2 separate regions of the Zea mays genome follow, and region 2 is linked to region 1. A link is a contact called in public Hi-C data. All regions are on one chromosome and are shown on one strand. Each heading gives the region's core, a stretch centred on a gene start, on an enhancer-like site or on the middle of the called end of the contact. The rest is flanking DNA. Distances are from core to core; before and after follow the strand shown. Region 1 holds the start of LOC541916 (D-type cyclin). Region 2 holds the start of LOC100276991 (adenylyl-sulfate kinase).

Region 1 (7,409 bases), core at 2,938-5,437:
CCAGGTCGTGTCCTTCTCACACGTCGTGCTGCTGTTGTCCCTCGGGCCTCGGCTCTTGACTGCATGGGCAATGTGCGTACGTATGTGACCCAGTGACTAAAGAATTGCAGGAGCCGACTGCCGAGGAGCGTTTTGTAATGCCAATGCACATTGCAAGGCTATCTTCTTGCTTGTGCACAAGGATTTCAGGCTAGCTCCAGCAAGGAACCCTAAAGGGTTCTGTACCCTAAATATAGAGGATCAAATGGTCCTCTACGCCCTCCAGCAGTGTCCTCTAAACGGTCCTCTAAATTTAGAGGACGCTGCTGGATTCTCTATGTATAGAGTTTCTCTAAATGGTCCTCTATCCATTTGAATACTTTAAATAACCGGTTTAGCAAAACTAAAATATGTATAATACATTTGAGAGTATGACAAATACGTATGTACAAAAAATAAAAATAAAAAATGTTTTTAATATAGATATTTGAGTATAGAGGACGTGATTTAGAGGATGTTGTTGGAGAGGAAAGAGATATAGAGGATGGAATCTTTTAAAGAAGACTGTAAAGGACGGATATAGAGGATGGATATAGAGGACGTTGCTGGAGACAGCCTCATATTTGAGAGGAAGCTGAAGTGAGGAGGGCCTATTTTGCACCGTGAGGCTCGGCTCGACGCAGTGAGTTATGAAGGGGATGCAGTGTATGCGGTGCATGAGATATTGAGGCTACCCGCACTGACGAGCTGTAAACTGGACGCTATAACAATATGCAGTAGAAAACGCTGCAGCCGAGAACTCTACTGCCGACTGCACACATACAGAGGACACGGGAAACTCTGAATGTAGCGTTTGTACTCTTCCACTCTAAAAGTCTAGAGGCGACGCGTGCAAGTTCGTCAAAGCAAATGAAAGCAGGGCACGTGCATCTAAATGAGGGATAAAGTGAGAAAAAAATAATATAATATGCAGTAGTTGGTATAGAGTTGAGATATAGAGTAAATATGACCGCAGAGAATTGTGGTATAGAGTAGATAATCTTGCTGACGAGGATAGAATATTCCTTTTAGAGTATGAATTTAGAGTAGTATGAGTGCGGATAGCCTGATGCGACGAAAATAGAGTAGACACACGAACAGTGCCAACCATCTCCCAACCACAGCGGGGGGCCAGGCCATGCCCATGGACCGTGGTTGCGACTTTGCGAGCAGCCGATTTGATGACACGGCACAAAAGGCAACGCCGTCAGAAAGAAGGCAGCCAGCAGCTACCTAGGGCACGTTTGCGACCTTGGCCTGCTGGCCTGACTGTGCTCGCGGGATGCAACGTATGTGTTTGTGTAGCTTGATTTGTTTTAGAGCTCGGCCCTGCGGGTGCAAAAGTGGTTCTTCAGCCTGGCTCCCAGAAAATGAAGGCAGGCTCCGTTTTTTTGGAGCTCGGCTGCCGGTGGCGCAAACCAGCTCCTCGTGGCTGCTTCCAAGAAACAAAACTGACTTTTAACCTGGTTGTCTACGTGTGGCAAACATTGGCTCACTTGGGCCAGATTTATTTGGTACAAGTGCACAAACAAGATACATTGTACCGGTTGAGATCGACTGAAGTTAGCCTGGTTCACACGAGCAGGCCGAGCCGGCCAGATACACGTCGCAAACACGCCCCGAGCGTCTCTTTCAGGATCCGCGCCATATGTTTCCATGGACTAAGGGTAAACTTTAGTCTACATTTAGATGCTAAATAGAAGGTTTAAACTAATCATTATATAACAGAGACTAACTATTAAGCACAGTAGGATTCATTGAAAAAATGTACATTTAGCTTATTATTTAACGACGGATTAAAATTTAGTCCGGTAATCCTGACAGACGCTAAACTACTCTCAGCTGCCGGCTGTGCACGGCAACCCGCACTGCACGCGTACCAAGGGACGCGCACCGGTGTCTCGTGCCTCGTCATCGGTTATGATACTTTCTTATTATGTGGTGGGGTATTTAATAAAGATGAAATCAAATGAAATCTAGCAGGCTATTAATAATTAATAAACAGAAAGAAAAAAAAAGACAGACGGACGCACTAGCTGCTACAAACGGTATTCACACACACCCTCCCGACTCCTTGACTTCACTTTCACCCCAGTAGGCGCTAGGCGGTACCCTGTGAGGTCTCGACTCTCGAGGCCTTCACGCTTGTTCTGTCGTCTTTACACTGCCCCCCTCCCTTTGGTCCCGCGAAAGATCTCCTCAAAACAAAGAAATCTTTCCGGCACTAAATTACCAAATCACTCTGCGACACCGCACTAATCTTTCCGGCACTAAATTACCAAATCACTCTACGGCCACCCCTGAAGAAACAATCGGCAGCAAAAGGAAATGGTGAGCTGAAAAAAGAAAACGCAGCTGGACTGCACTGCACTGCAATGCACTGCCAGCAGCTGAGCTGCTCCTACTGTCGCTGAGGTGAGCGCAACCGTCTCCTCTTGTTGCGGTTGTCCGTGGTTGCCGGCGGGGCGGTGCCAGCGGCATTATTGGCGCCCACGGACACGGAAGCGCCCGGGGGGCTGGGACTCCCGCTCCCCCCGGCGTGCGCGGCGACAGAGACGCCCGAGGACGCCACCCCCGTCGACGTCGACGTCGACTGCGTCGGCGACTTGTCGTCCTCCCGAATCATTGCGCTGTAGCAGGAGTACACATGCCCCTGCCAGACACCAACAGCGGCCGCATTTGTTACTCATCATTGCGCTCTCCGCCAGCAGCCTCCCTTCCCGGAAGGGGTGATTGCAACGCGTTGCGAGACGACGGCGGATGGATGCACAGACACGGCGGGAGGGGCTTACGGTGTCTAGCTGTGGAAATGATGAGCCCAGGATCGCCTTGAGCGCGTCCAGATTGTCGGCGGGCGTCTCCCTGCCGCGAGCGACGAGGATGGATGCTACGGCGATGGTCGACGGCTGGTACTCCACCGAGCTCATCGCTGCAATGCAAACGAATGTCAGTCCCGGCCGCGATCCTCTCCGACTCCATGGAACGGAAGGGAATGCGCGCGGGGGTGAGAGAGAGGAAAGGGCCAACCTCTGATCGCCGCGAAGACGCACTCCACGGCGCGCACGAGGACCGCCCGGCGCTCGTCCTGCCCGAACCGCGCCGCGAAGCAGCTGATGTAGGGGAAGGGGGTGACGGCGACCATCCGCCACTCGAGGGTGCCCAGGACGAGGAGCTCCATCCGCAGCACGGACGCGCGGTCGAACGCGAACTCGCACGCGTCCAGCGGCAACTCCGACAGCCGCGGAGCGTGCTGCTCCTCCAGCTTGGTCGCCAGCGACATGCACGCCACCATGAGCAGCTGCAGACCCCACGCATGCTCCCTCTGAACCCACCGTCACCGCCAGAGACGGCCGCGGTGCACAGCCAGTCAGTACATCATTCAAACACGCGACAACGGAAGGAGGAGAGTCCGGCAATCGGTGGTTACATTGACTCGCCGTTGCGCCAGGAAGCGATCGAGGTAATTCACCGCGACGTAAGCGGTCTTCCCGCCGAACCGGAACATCGCCGTGGTCTGCGAGCACCGAAGAAAGAAGATATGGACATTAGCCAAAAAAAAATGGCGAAAGAGGAAGAGCGCGCTAACGACCTTGATGATCCAGCGGACGCATCCGGAGCGCGCGGCCTTCATCCAGTCCTCCATTTCCTCCACCGGGCCGCCGCCGCCGCCTGACGCGCTCTCCTTGGACAGGAGCAGCGCTACATACTCCTCGTCCTGGTCCACGACAAGCAGACGCTCGTCGCGGGCGACAACTAGGTCAGTGCCGGCGCCATCGTCGGCATCGGCGAGAAGGTCGCTGCCGTCTTCCAGGCAGATGAGAATGGAGGTGGGCGTGGTGGGAGCGGACGTGGAGGCTGCGGCGGCGGCGGCGTCCCCCATGGCGTCAATCAGAGCCCGTGCATGCGCGGGGGGAAAGGGAAGAAAAGTGAAGGAAAAGATTTTTCCTCCAGTGGTTGCGGACTTGCAGCAGCAAGACGGAGGAAAAGGCGGCGTGCAGCGTGGGGCGTGCGGGTGTGTGCGCGAGCACGGCGCCGAACAGAAAGGGGGGAATTCCCTCCCTTCTCTCCACACTCGCGCGCGCCCGCGAGCACAGGGGAGAAGTGGGCAGCTGGAGAGGTAGAGAAATGAAATGGAGTCATGGGAGATTGGGAGGTGGAGTTGCGCGTAGAGGAATGGGAGGTGGAGTTAGGATGTAAATTTTATGGATGTTATTTGATGACCCTATAGTTGCAAGAGGCTAATTATTCAGTCTGATAGTTTTTTTGGGTTCGAATCCGGATAGTATAGTTTAGATATTGGATACAAATATCGGATGACTGATATCCGTCGAATTTCGGATAACCTGATAAATTTTCAGATATATTTTTCTGGATATCTTTTTGGATACATCTTCATGGATAGTCATGTGTATTATGATGATTTTTTGAAGAAAAATAATTTACATCTTCAGGGATGCAACCAGCGGGGATCATCCTTAGTAGGTGTTCTACGCATTAGGTGCCTAACTAGCAGAGACATCTAATTTACATAAACCAACACAAGCTACAGTGTTAGAGACCAATGCTTTGTTCCTAGAGATGGTAACGATTTAGCGTTTAAATCTGTGGGTCGTCATTCGATTCCTGGAGGCCACTAGTTTCTTGGCCTTGTTTGGAACCCGCAGGACTAATAACTAGACAGCTAGCAAATTATTTTACTGGGTTCAGTAAACTAATGAACTAATTGTTAGCCTAAATATAATTTTATCAGCTAACCGTTAGCTTCTTTTTATACTTACTTTGCAATCACGACGACAATAACAGTAATTTTTTTTATCCGTGAAAGTTGTAATGTCTCATACAAAAAACTTCAAAGTAAAGTTGTAATGTCTCATATAAAAAACTTCAAAGTAGACCTCTACGGGGTTCATGCGAATACCGATCGTTACGACATTGTGTTGCAAGCTCTCTCGAGCACACTCCCTATGACTAGGAGTAATGCAATCAATTTAAATAAATTATATAGAATGTCTCCGTATTTATAATATTAAATAGGTAGAATCAGTTTCTTTATACAATACATATACCTATTTAATATAATACTCAATCTGTCTCAAAATAAAATTTATTTTAGATAATTAATAGATTTATAGATTCATACAATATTTGATGTATATGTTATATATATATATATATATTTAGATTCATCAATATTCATTTAAATATATAGACATAAAAATTAATAGCTAAAATGAATATTATTTTGGGACGAGTAGTGGATATCAATTTTTTTTTGATATAAATGCAACCAAACTTGAGATACCTTTGTCTGGAGAAAGAAACTACAATTATTATACCTTTTGGTAGACGGAGGTAGCAGTAACAATAATCTCTGGAGGACCTGCACGCGGGATGAGGCTGTACCGAGGCAGCCAACAAGGATGTTGTCCTATCGATCGGACCTGCGAAGGTTTGGTTGGTCGTTGGGTGTTGCAGTACAGCAGGTGAGCACGGCGTTAACGCCTCGATGATTGGCTGCTGCATTTGACTCGGCTGATACACCTGCACGTGACGGAGCATCCCGTTTGATGTTGCAGTCAGGGACGGACGGAAACGGCGCTAGCACCACCACAGCGACCACGGCGAAGGGGAGACGGGAACGGGATCGTGCAGGCGCCAAGGACGGACGGAGCCAGAGGGCCGGAGACAAGCGCAAAAAACATCCTCCTCCCACGGACGGGGACGGAAGCCCTCGCATCGCAAGTCACAGGCCGGGCTGCGCGGGGCTGTACCAGCTCGTGGCCTGGCCTCCGTGCTGTACCCGGGCCTACAGCATTGGTCGCCCCCCCCCCCGGTTGATTAGTCGTATCGTGAATTCGTATCATGCCTGCATGGCATGCACGGCTGCACTTGCCGTGGGAAGCACATGGATCCACCGGGTCGGCGGGCAAATACTCCCTCCGTTTCTTTTTATTTGTCTCTGGATAGTGTAATTTTGCACTATCCAGCGACAAATAAAAAGAAACGGAGGGAGTATGCAATACAGCGGAGGCGATGCCTCGCCGGAGCAGCGCGGACGGATGCCAGCCAAACGCTTAGGCCTCGGGTAGTCGGGTGGGTGCCGCGTGAGCCGTAGCCGTAGGCACTTTTCTTCGTGTGCTGGCATGGCAGTATGGCACGCAGCGCGACCAGTTGGGGCTGGGGGCCGAGCGAGCGCGTCCAGAGGGCCGGGCGGGCTCTCCATCACGAGATCACTGGACGCGCGGCGGCGGGCTGGCGGAGCTGGCGGGGGTCCGCTGGCCGCATGCGCAAGCCGCGCGACGTAATACGTACGGCTTTGGGTTTGGGGGCGGATCCCAGACTCACAAGCGGTCGTCCGATCGGGCGGCGGACTTGACGCGACGCGACGCGCCCTGGACCCGGTCTCCTTGTCGCGGGCCGGCTGTGAGCTGCGACGACGCCGAAGAAGGGCTTCACGTTCGGCCTGTGGGGTGGGATCGACGCGCGCGCGTGGCTTGGAGCGCGGGGCGGCCGCAGCCTCGCTCGATCCCGATGCGGCGTCTTCCGCCGATCCCGTGCATGCACGCGTGCGAACGAACACAACCGACCAGACGTGTCAGCAGTGGCGTGGTTTGGGGTCTTGCGGGTGAGAATTCGAGCGGGCTGTCTGGGCAAGAATGGATCGTCGATGGCAGTGTACTATTCTTCGCTGATAATAATAAAAAGAAACCGTGTTGTTGTATGAGCAGTGTAGCTCAGTGCTTCAGTAGTGTACTAGTGCTAGTTGCAGCAGCCAGCAGTCCCAAAGGACGAACCACTGTGTTTGATGAAAATTGAAAACGAGAACGTCGTCCTGAGCTTTGACCACGCGAATCCAATGCGGTGTGCATGAAGGGACCGTGTACTGTGACTGTGAGTGGCCCTCAACAAACAAAAAAAAGCCGAATCAGGTACAGCCCCAGCCGCGCGGGAGGTCTCGCAAGTCAGTCAATGTAGACGACGGTATGCAGTCGCGCGTGTATGAGTTGGCAAGGAAGGATACGTAGCGTCCCGTACGCGCCGTCAGATCTGGCGGCTTGTCTACCTTGCATGTGCAGTGCAGTGCAGGAGGAGTACGCAGTCGATCGAAGTCGAAGCACATGCAGGAAGGCAGTGCCGACCGTCGTCTACGGTCTACCACACCACACACAGCTTATCTGTCATTTTATCTGTCATTGACTTGTGTGTACGTGCGAGGTAGTAGTACTATACTACCAGGCTTAATGTTCGGTTCACGGATCGGGACATGCGGGCTAAGATCGTAGTCTTCCTCCCGCGGCCCATGTTTGTCCCTTGCTTCGGTTGGGCTGGGCCTGGCGTTGAGGACTCCATCTGTAAGTGTTGGCCATGCCCACCCGCGGACAGCCCGGAAC
Region 2 (7,209 bases), core at 1,345-3,844, 160 kb before region 1:
TGGAGAGGACTGTGGATGACATGTGGAGTCCGCTTAATAGTTTCTCTAGAAGCTACAACTGCTCAACCAAACAACTTTTGGCTTTCTCACAGCCCACACCCCCAACAGCTTTTCCACAGCTCACAACTACTTTTCTAGAAGCCGCAGCTCAACCAAACCTTAGAAACAGGGAACGTGGAACTTGGCCACGTTCCTCGTTCCGGGAACGTGGGTTCCCGTGGTGTTAAAACCTTGTTTTAATAGAGTACTGCGTACCACGTTCCTCCGGGAACCTGGTTACTAAGAACCAAACAGGTCCTAAGAATCACTCCTGGACAGCCGATCAGCTTGCCCCCTTTGTGACCAAGAAAATGAAACTGTACAACAATTTTTTTTACGGCGAACTGTACAACATTTGTTTGTCTCCTGCCTCTTTACCTGCCAGGTTTGGTACATAATCCTACAGAAGCTCAGATTGGCTTCAGTTCCTCATCAGCCATCATCAAAGCTGGTGGCGCCAAGCTGTGAAGGGTGTGCCAAAAGGCTGCCAAAAAGGGATCAACAGCCTGGTTATACTTGTCTCTTGGGAAATCTGGAAGCACTGAAATTACTGTCTTTAATGGCACTAGCCCAAGCATCTCTATCTTACTGCAGACTATTACTGACGAGTGCATTTTATATTGTGCAGCAGGTGCAAAAGGTTTTCAGGAGTTTCTAGCTGAGGCAATTGTTGGAGGCCAGTGATCTGCTCTGGTTCTAAGGCTCTAGCCGTCTTAGATGGGTCATTTTTGTTTCTTGTCTTCGGGATTTTAATTTTCTTGCTGAGGCTTGTGTCACTGTGTGTGTGAACGAGGGGAGGGGGGGGGGTCTTCTCCTTTGTTTCCTTTTATCTTCTTAATGAAATGTTACACAGGTCTTCTGTGTTCGAGAAAAAAAATCTTGCATTCTAGCACAAAGCAAGCTACCGAACTGAACTGAAAGTGTGTGGCAACAATAGCACCTGGAAGCTTTGTTCAATAAAAAGAATACGAAATCTCTCATAGAAACCTGAGTACATGACCAAGGATTTGAAAACCAAACAGAAAAAGGCTGTAGCCAGCAAGTAGTTCAAGGCAACAATCCACTGAAAACATACCTGAACCACTGAGTCCTGTTATCCATACGACACAGCCTTTTTGTCCCAGCAATTTCTGTCTATCAGATTGTCCAATCAAGCAATTGTGCCATAAAATATTAGTCGATTTCCCAATGTTTGACATTACAGGCTTCTCCTTCACTGATGATGATGGATATCACTAAACGGTTAGTACAGCTCTATTCCTCATGTTGTTCAATCCATTTGCACAACAGTAAAAAGTAAATAAAATGGCATAGCATAACTTATAAGGACATAACCGCGACGCATATTTTTAACGAATGTTTGCTTCACAGCATCAGATACACAAAGGCTGATATTCCTATTTACAGGAAACTGTGAAAAAATAAAAGTTCTTGTAAGGAATATTATCCATGATCCTAAAGTGACACATAAATCAAAGTGGTTTGTTTCTTTGTCCTGCCTATATTATTATGTTTTTTCGTCAATTGTGAACGATGAACTAACAAGTTATCACTATCTTTTACCTCAATTCATAAGATGTATGCCATTGAGGCATCACGTTTCAAGTTTATTTGAAAACACCACCCGTCCCATCCCATGTATTTATAAGATTCCTCATCACTGTGGAACGAATTGCTATTAGGTCATTGTGAACGATTAAGATGCTTTCGGGAAAACTAGACGATCCAGAGTTACCAGAATTATCTGCCGCCACGATATTGATGAATGATGACAACCCTCCGAGCGACCAGGAACAATCATCAAAAGAACAGAACGCGAGCCGTCAGAATGACAATACCAACCTTCCTACTGCCCTTCTTAAAGAGGGGGGAAATATACTAGAACAGGAGTAGAACATCGCTGTCAAACGTCCAATCGGCTCCAGTTCGAGATCCAGTTCCACACGTATTTACTTATCCATCATCCTTACCGGATGATCGCCAGGACACAAAGGTTAGCGGCAGTGGCTGATGACCAGTGAAGCAGATGCAGCAGGTAGATAACCTCATGTACAGGAACAACCACCCGGCCCCGTCCGACACGTCACCCTCTGGATTCTGGGAAATTCCCGATGGTAATTTCACCATGACAGTGACCCCAGCCGAGGAACTCGAGGAATTACCTGGGCTGTGCGGGGCATCCCCGTGGCGCTGCTCCATTCCGCCGCCGCCGCCGCACCCACCGCCCAATGCCGCGGTGGCAGTGCGTACGCGCACCGCGGCCCTCCCCCTCGCGGCGCCCACTATCGCTGGCGAGACCCGCGGAAGAGTGTGAGGAACGGGGAGTGAGGCCATGGATCACGAGCGCCGGGAGTGGCGCATCGCTAGGGGTGAGGCCTGGGAGGACGGGAGGCGCGCGCTGTGGATTTACGAGGATGACGGCGAGCGTCGGCGTCGGGCTGAGGAGGGTGTTGCCTTGCCGTTGGCCCTGGCTGGCTGGGCCGGGCGCTGGGCTCGGTGGTTGCTGCGTGTGTGTGACCAGAGGTTCTGTTTGATTGATGAAATGAAAATGCGTGGATGTGGGGTGCGTCTCAGCGTCTGGGTCGGTGGTTGCTGCGTGTGACCAGAGGACAGAGGTTCTCTTCGAACTATAACTGAGCATTCGTTTTTACGAGATTTTTTTTGTATATTTGGCAACGTCTTTGGCGGACTTCAGATCTTTGGGCTCTTGAACACAGCAATTGAAGTATTGGGCATCATAATCATCCACTAGTTGAAGATTTGGCATCAGTCCCGGCTGATGACCATTAGCCGCTGCACTCTTCTCTTCCTGCCCGTCTCCGATCTTCATCCTCCCGTCCGTTTACGCCGTCTGCTTTTCCGTTCGACCGTTCCCCATCTAGGCTAGGTTTGTTCTTCTCCTCCCTATATTCCCCCATTCTCATCCCTATACCTGCGCGATAAGATTCCGCACCCTCGATTCCCATCTTCCCTTGTGTGTAATCCTAGCTTCACTGTCCGTGGCGCTATGGATGCGGCGGCTGAGGCGCTGAGCTGTGTGCTCATAAGTGCTCTGCGACCGTTGATGTAGCTCATGACACCGTAAGTGCTTCATTTGCCGCAGCGGTTGTCGCTGGTGACTTCTGTGTCACATCTTCTCTAGATAACGATGTGGTTTCTACCTATGATGTTCTTCAAACTGTTGTTGAGGCGGGGAAAAGTCGTGTGTGCATTGAATCAGGCTCGTGTCGCCGTCGTGTGCACTGAGGAGGCGTGGCGTCCTTCGGTAAGGTTTGCATTCTGTTACATGTGACCTGAACCAATGAATATTTTTGTACAACATTGCGATATGTACATATGTTATTGTATGAAAAGCTTGAATTAATGAAACTATTATAACTGATGGTTGATAGGAACTACTAATATGAATTGGCTTCTTACTTCGGGCTTGTGGTCCCTATGGGTTTGGTTGGTTCAAGAATTGCCATGTGATGCTTTCTTTAAAATTGTTCAACTAGATGCTACACTTGCTTCTTTTTTCAAAAAGCAAAGCTAAGGGCTGCTGCATCTCTAAGTTATCCTTGTGTTATTGATAAGACATGTGTTTGGTTGGCCCTCTGACTTGTGGCTTGTGGTACCTGATGGTATGTTTGGTTGAAGAATTGCCATGTGATGCTATCTTTAAAAATATTCAGCTGGATGCTACACTTTTTTTTTAAAAGCAAAGTTGAGGGATGTTGCATCTCTAAGTTACCCTTGTGTTACTGATAATACCTGTGTTTGGATGGCCCTTCGACTTGTGGTTTGTGGTGCCTGTGGGTTTGTTTGGTTGAGGAATTGCCCTGTGATGCTATCTTTAAAATTATTCGGCTGGATGCTACGCTTGTTTCTTTAAAATGTAGTAGGTGCTCCTATTAAGCCAAATGGCATAACTCGGTACTCATTGTGCCTGTGATGTGTTTGAAATGTCGTCTTATACTCATCACCCTCTTTTATGTGAATTTGGTGATAGCCCGATCAATGATCCAATTTTGAGAACACAGATGTTCCACCCAACTCATCGACAATCTCATCGAAAATAGGCATAGGAAACCTATTTTGACTGTATGTGCATTCAGTCGACGATAGTCCACACACATACGCCACTCACTATCTTTCTTTTTAACTAGCAGCACAGGCGAGGCAAAGGGACTTGAACTTTGTTGAATGATACCTGAAAGGGAAATGTGCCCTTGAGTCATTTATAAGTATTTTGGTGATTAAGTGTCCAACACAAATGGCTTAAGTAAATTGTGCAAAATGGTGGATGAAGTACAAATCATCAATAAGGTATGATTCTAGACTTAGTACATTGGTTTTTGTGTACTAACATATTTGTCTAAGTGCTAGAATCAGAGAAAATACAAAAGGAAAAAGACTTGGATGGAGCAGCCAAGACTCTGCGCAGTCTGGGTGCACCAGACTGTCCGGTGCGCCAGGCTGGCTTTGGTCAAACTGGCCGCTCTCGAGATTTCGTCGGCGGCGTACGACTAAAAATCACCGGACTGTCCGGTGGTGCACCGGACTGTCCGGTGAGCCAACGGTCGGCCGCGCAATCCGCGTGTGACGCGTGGTCAAGCCAACGGTCTGATGGGGGCACCGGACTGTCCGGTGTGCACCGGACAGTGTCCGGTGCGCCAACGGCTACAAATCCTCAATGGTCGGCTGTGCCAAATTAGGAAGGCTATCTGCACCGGACAGTGAACAGGGGATGTCCGGTGGTGCACCGGACTGTTCGGTGGTGCACCGGACTGTCCGGTGCACCACCCGACAGAAGGCAAGTATTGCCTACCAAGAATGCCTCCAACGGCTCCTAGCTGCCTTGGGGCTATAAAAGGGACCCCTGGGCGCATGAAGGAGTACACCAAGTATACCTTGATCATTTTTAATCATTCACACTCCGTCTTTGCGCACTCGATTGACATTCTTAGTGATTTGAGCTCCGTTCTAGTGGTGAACTTTGTGCTATTCATTGAAAGGGAAATGTGCCCTTGGGCCATTTCTAAGTATTTTGGTGATTTAGTGTCCAACACAAGTGCCTAAGTGTTAAATGGTGGATAAAGTACAAAGCAAGTATAAAGGTATGTTTCTAAGACTTAGTATATTGTTTTGGAGACTAATGTATTATGTCTAATTGCTGGAAACAGGAAAAATCAAGTTGGAATTAAAGATGACTTTGTTCAGCCGAAGTCAGCTCAGTCTGGGTGCACCGGACAGTGTCCGGTGCGCCAGGCTGACTCAGGCGAACTTGCTCCTCTCGGGAAATCGTCGGCGACGTACGGCTATAAATCACCGGACTGTCCGGTGAGCCAACGGTCGGCCGAGCCAACAGTCGGCCGCGTAATCCGTGCGCGACGCGTGGCCGAGCCAACGGCTAGAAGGGGGCACCGGACTGTCCGGTGTGCACCGGACAGTGTCCAGTGCGCCAACGGCTCCAAAGCGCCAACGGTCGGCTTCGCCAAAGAAGGAAAGAAATCCGCACCGGACTGTCCGGTGCGCCAGGCGACAGAAGGCAAGAAATGCCTTCCTGGAATGCTCTCAACGGCTCCTAGCTGCCTTGGGGCTATAAAAGGGACCCCTAGGCGCATGGAGGAGAACACCAAGCATTCTCTAAGCATTCCTAAGCACCAAGACTTCGATTCCGCGCATTTGATTCTTTGTGATAGCAACTAGAGCTCCAATTGAGTTGTGAACTTGTCGGGTTGTGTTGTGAGCTCTTGTTGTGACTTGTGTGCATGTTGGTACTCTGATTTCGTGTCTTGTGTGCGTTGCTCATCCCTCCCTTGCTCCGTGCTTCTTTGTAAACATCAAAGTGCAAGGGCGAGAGGCTCCAAGTTGTGGAGATTCCTCGCAAGTGGGATATAGTAAAGTGAAAGCAAAACACCGTGGTATTCAAGTGGGTCTTTGGACCGCTTGAAAGGGGTTGATTGCAACCCTCGTCCATTGGGATGCCACAACGTGGAGTAGTCAAGTTTTGGACTTGGCCGAACCACGGGATAAACCACTGTGCCATCTATGTGTTGATCTCTTTGTGTTTATCGTGTTGTGCAAGCTCTCCTCTCTATCCACTTGGCTTAATTGTGCTAACTCCTAATCAAGTTTTGTGGAGTAAGTTTCAAGTTTTTACAGGATCACCTATTCACCCCCCCTCTAGGTGCACTCAATTGGTATCAGAGCCGTTCTCTTCAAGAAAGGGACTAATCGCCCGAAGTGATGGATCCTAAGGGCAAGGGGATGGTGGTCAATGATAAGGAGAAGGAGTCCTTCGTCAATGATCCAAAGGATGACAAGCCTACTTGTCGGCGTTTCGAGACCGGGGGGTCCCTGGGCCGACGAGTGAAATGTCGCCGCGTGCCCAGCCCAGATGGGTCGGCGCGAGACGGAGCACGAAGAGGGGAACCAAAGGAGGGAGACATGCAAAAAGGGGAAACCCGCGGCCTTCGTGTTGTCCTGCGCCCAGGTCGGGTGCGCTTGCAGTAGGGGGTTACAAGCGTCCGCGTGGGAGAGAGCGAGGGACTCTACGCGTCGCCCCGTCCTCCCGTGTGGCCAACCTTCTGTAAGAGGGCCTTGGTCCTTCCTTTTATAGGCGCAAGGAGAGGATCCAGGTGTACAATGGGGGGTGTAGTAGAGTGCTACGTGTCTAGCGGAAGAGAGCTAGCGCCCTAAGTACACGCCATCGTGGCGGTCGAAGAGGTTTTGGCACCCGGTTCGTGTGGTGTCGTGGCCGTCGGAGGAGCGCTGGAGCCTGGCGGAAGGACAGCTGTCGAAGCTGTCGAGTCCTTGCTGACGTCCTCTTGCTTCCGTAAGGGGGCTGAGAGCCGCCGTCGTCATAGAGCGTGCGAGGCGCCATCATTACTTGTCTGGCGGAGCAAGCCAGATGGGACGCCGGTCTTGTTCCCCGTAGCCTGAGTCAGCTTGGGGTAGGGTAATGATGGCGCCTCCTATTGACGTGGTCGGTCCGCGCCCTAGGTTGGGCGATGTGGAGGCTCCTCCGAGGTCGAGGTCGAGTCTGTCTTCCGTGGCCGAGGTCGAGTCCGAGCCCCTAGGTCGGGCGAGGCCGAGACCGTCGGCTGAGGCCAGGGCTGAGTCCGAGCCCTGGGGTCGGGCGAAGCGGAGTTCGTCGTCTTCCGGGGCTGAGCCCGAGTCCGAGCC

Evidence for each region. A called contact is a pair of places that touch in the nucleus more often than the background predicts.
Region 2: a contact with region 1 is called in a Hi-C map of ear, with 1.7 times the contacts expected there. The contact joins the promoter of LOC100276991 here to the promoter of LOC541916 in region 1. A contact is called at or near these places in 3 of 25 Hi-C or Micro-C datasets (ear, leaf and tassel).

What each region holds. Positions count from the first base shown.
Region 1 is chr9:154,168,962-154,176,370 of Zm-B73-REFERENCE-NAM-5.0, reverse strand. LOC541916 (D-type cyclin) reads right to left here and starts at 4,187. Exons shown (of 5, transcript NM_001111579.2): 1 at 3,608-4,187; 2 at 3,446-3,532; 3 at 3,046-3,340; 4 at 2,811-2,947; 5 at 1,980-2,671. The coding sequence starts at 3,898. The coding sequence ends at 2,420.
Region 2 is chr9:154,328,576-154,335,784 of Zm-B73-REFERENCE-NAM-5.0, reverse strand. LOC100276991 (adenylyl-sulfate kinase) reads right to left here and starts at 2,594. Exons shown (of 7, transcript NM_001150669.2): 1 at 2,202-2,594; 2 at 1,115-1,255. The coding sequence starts at 2,373.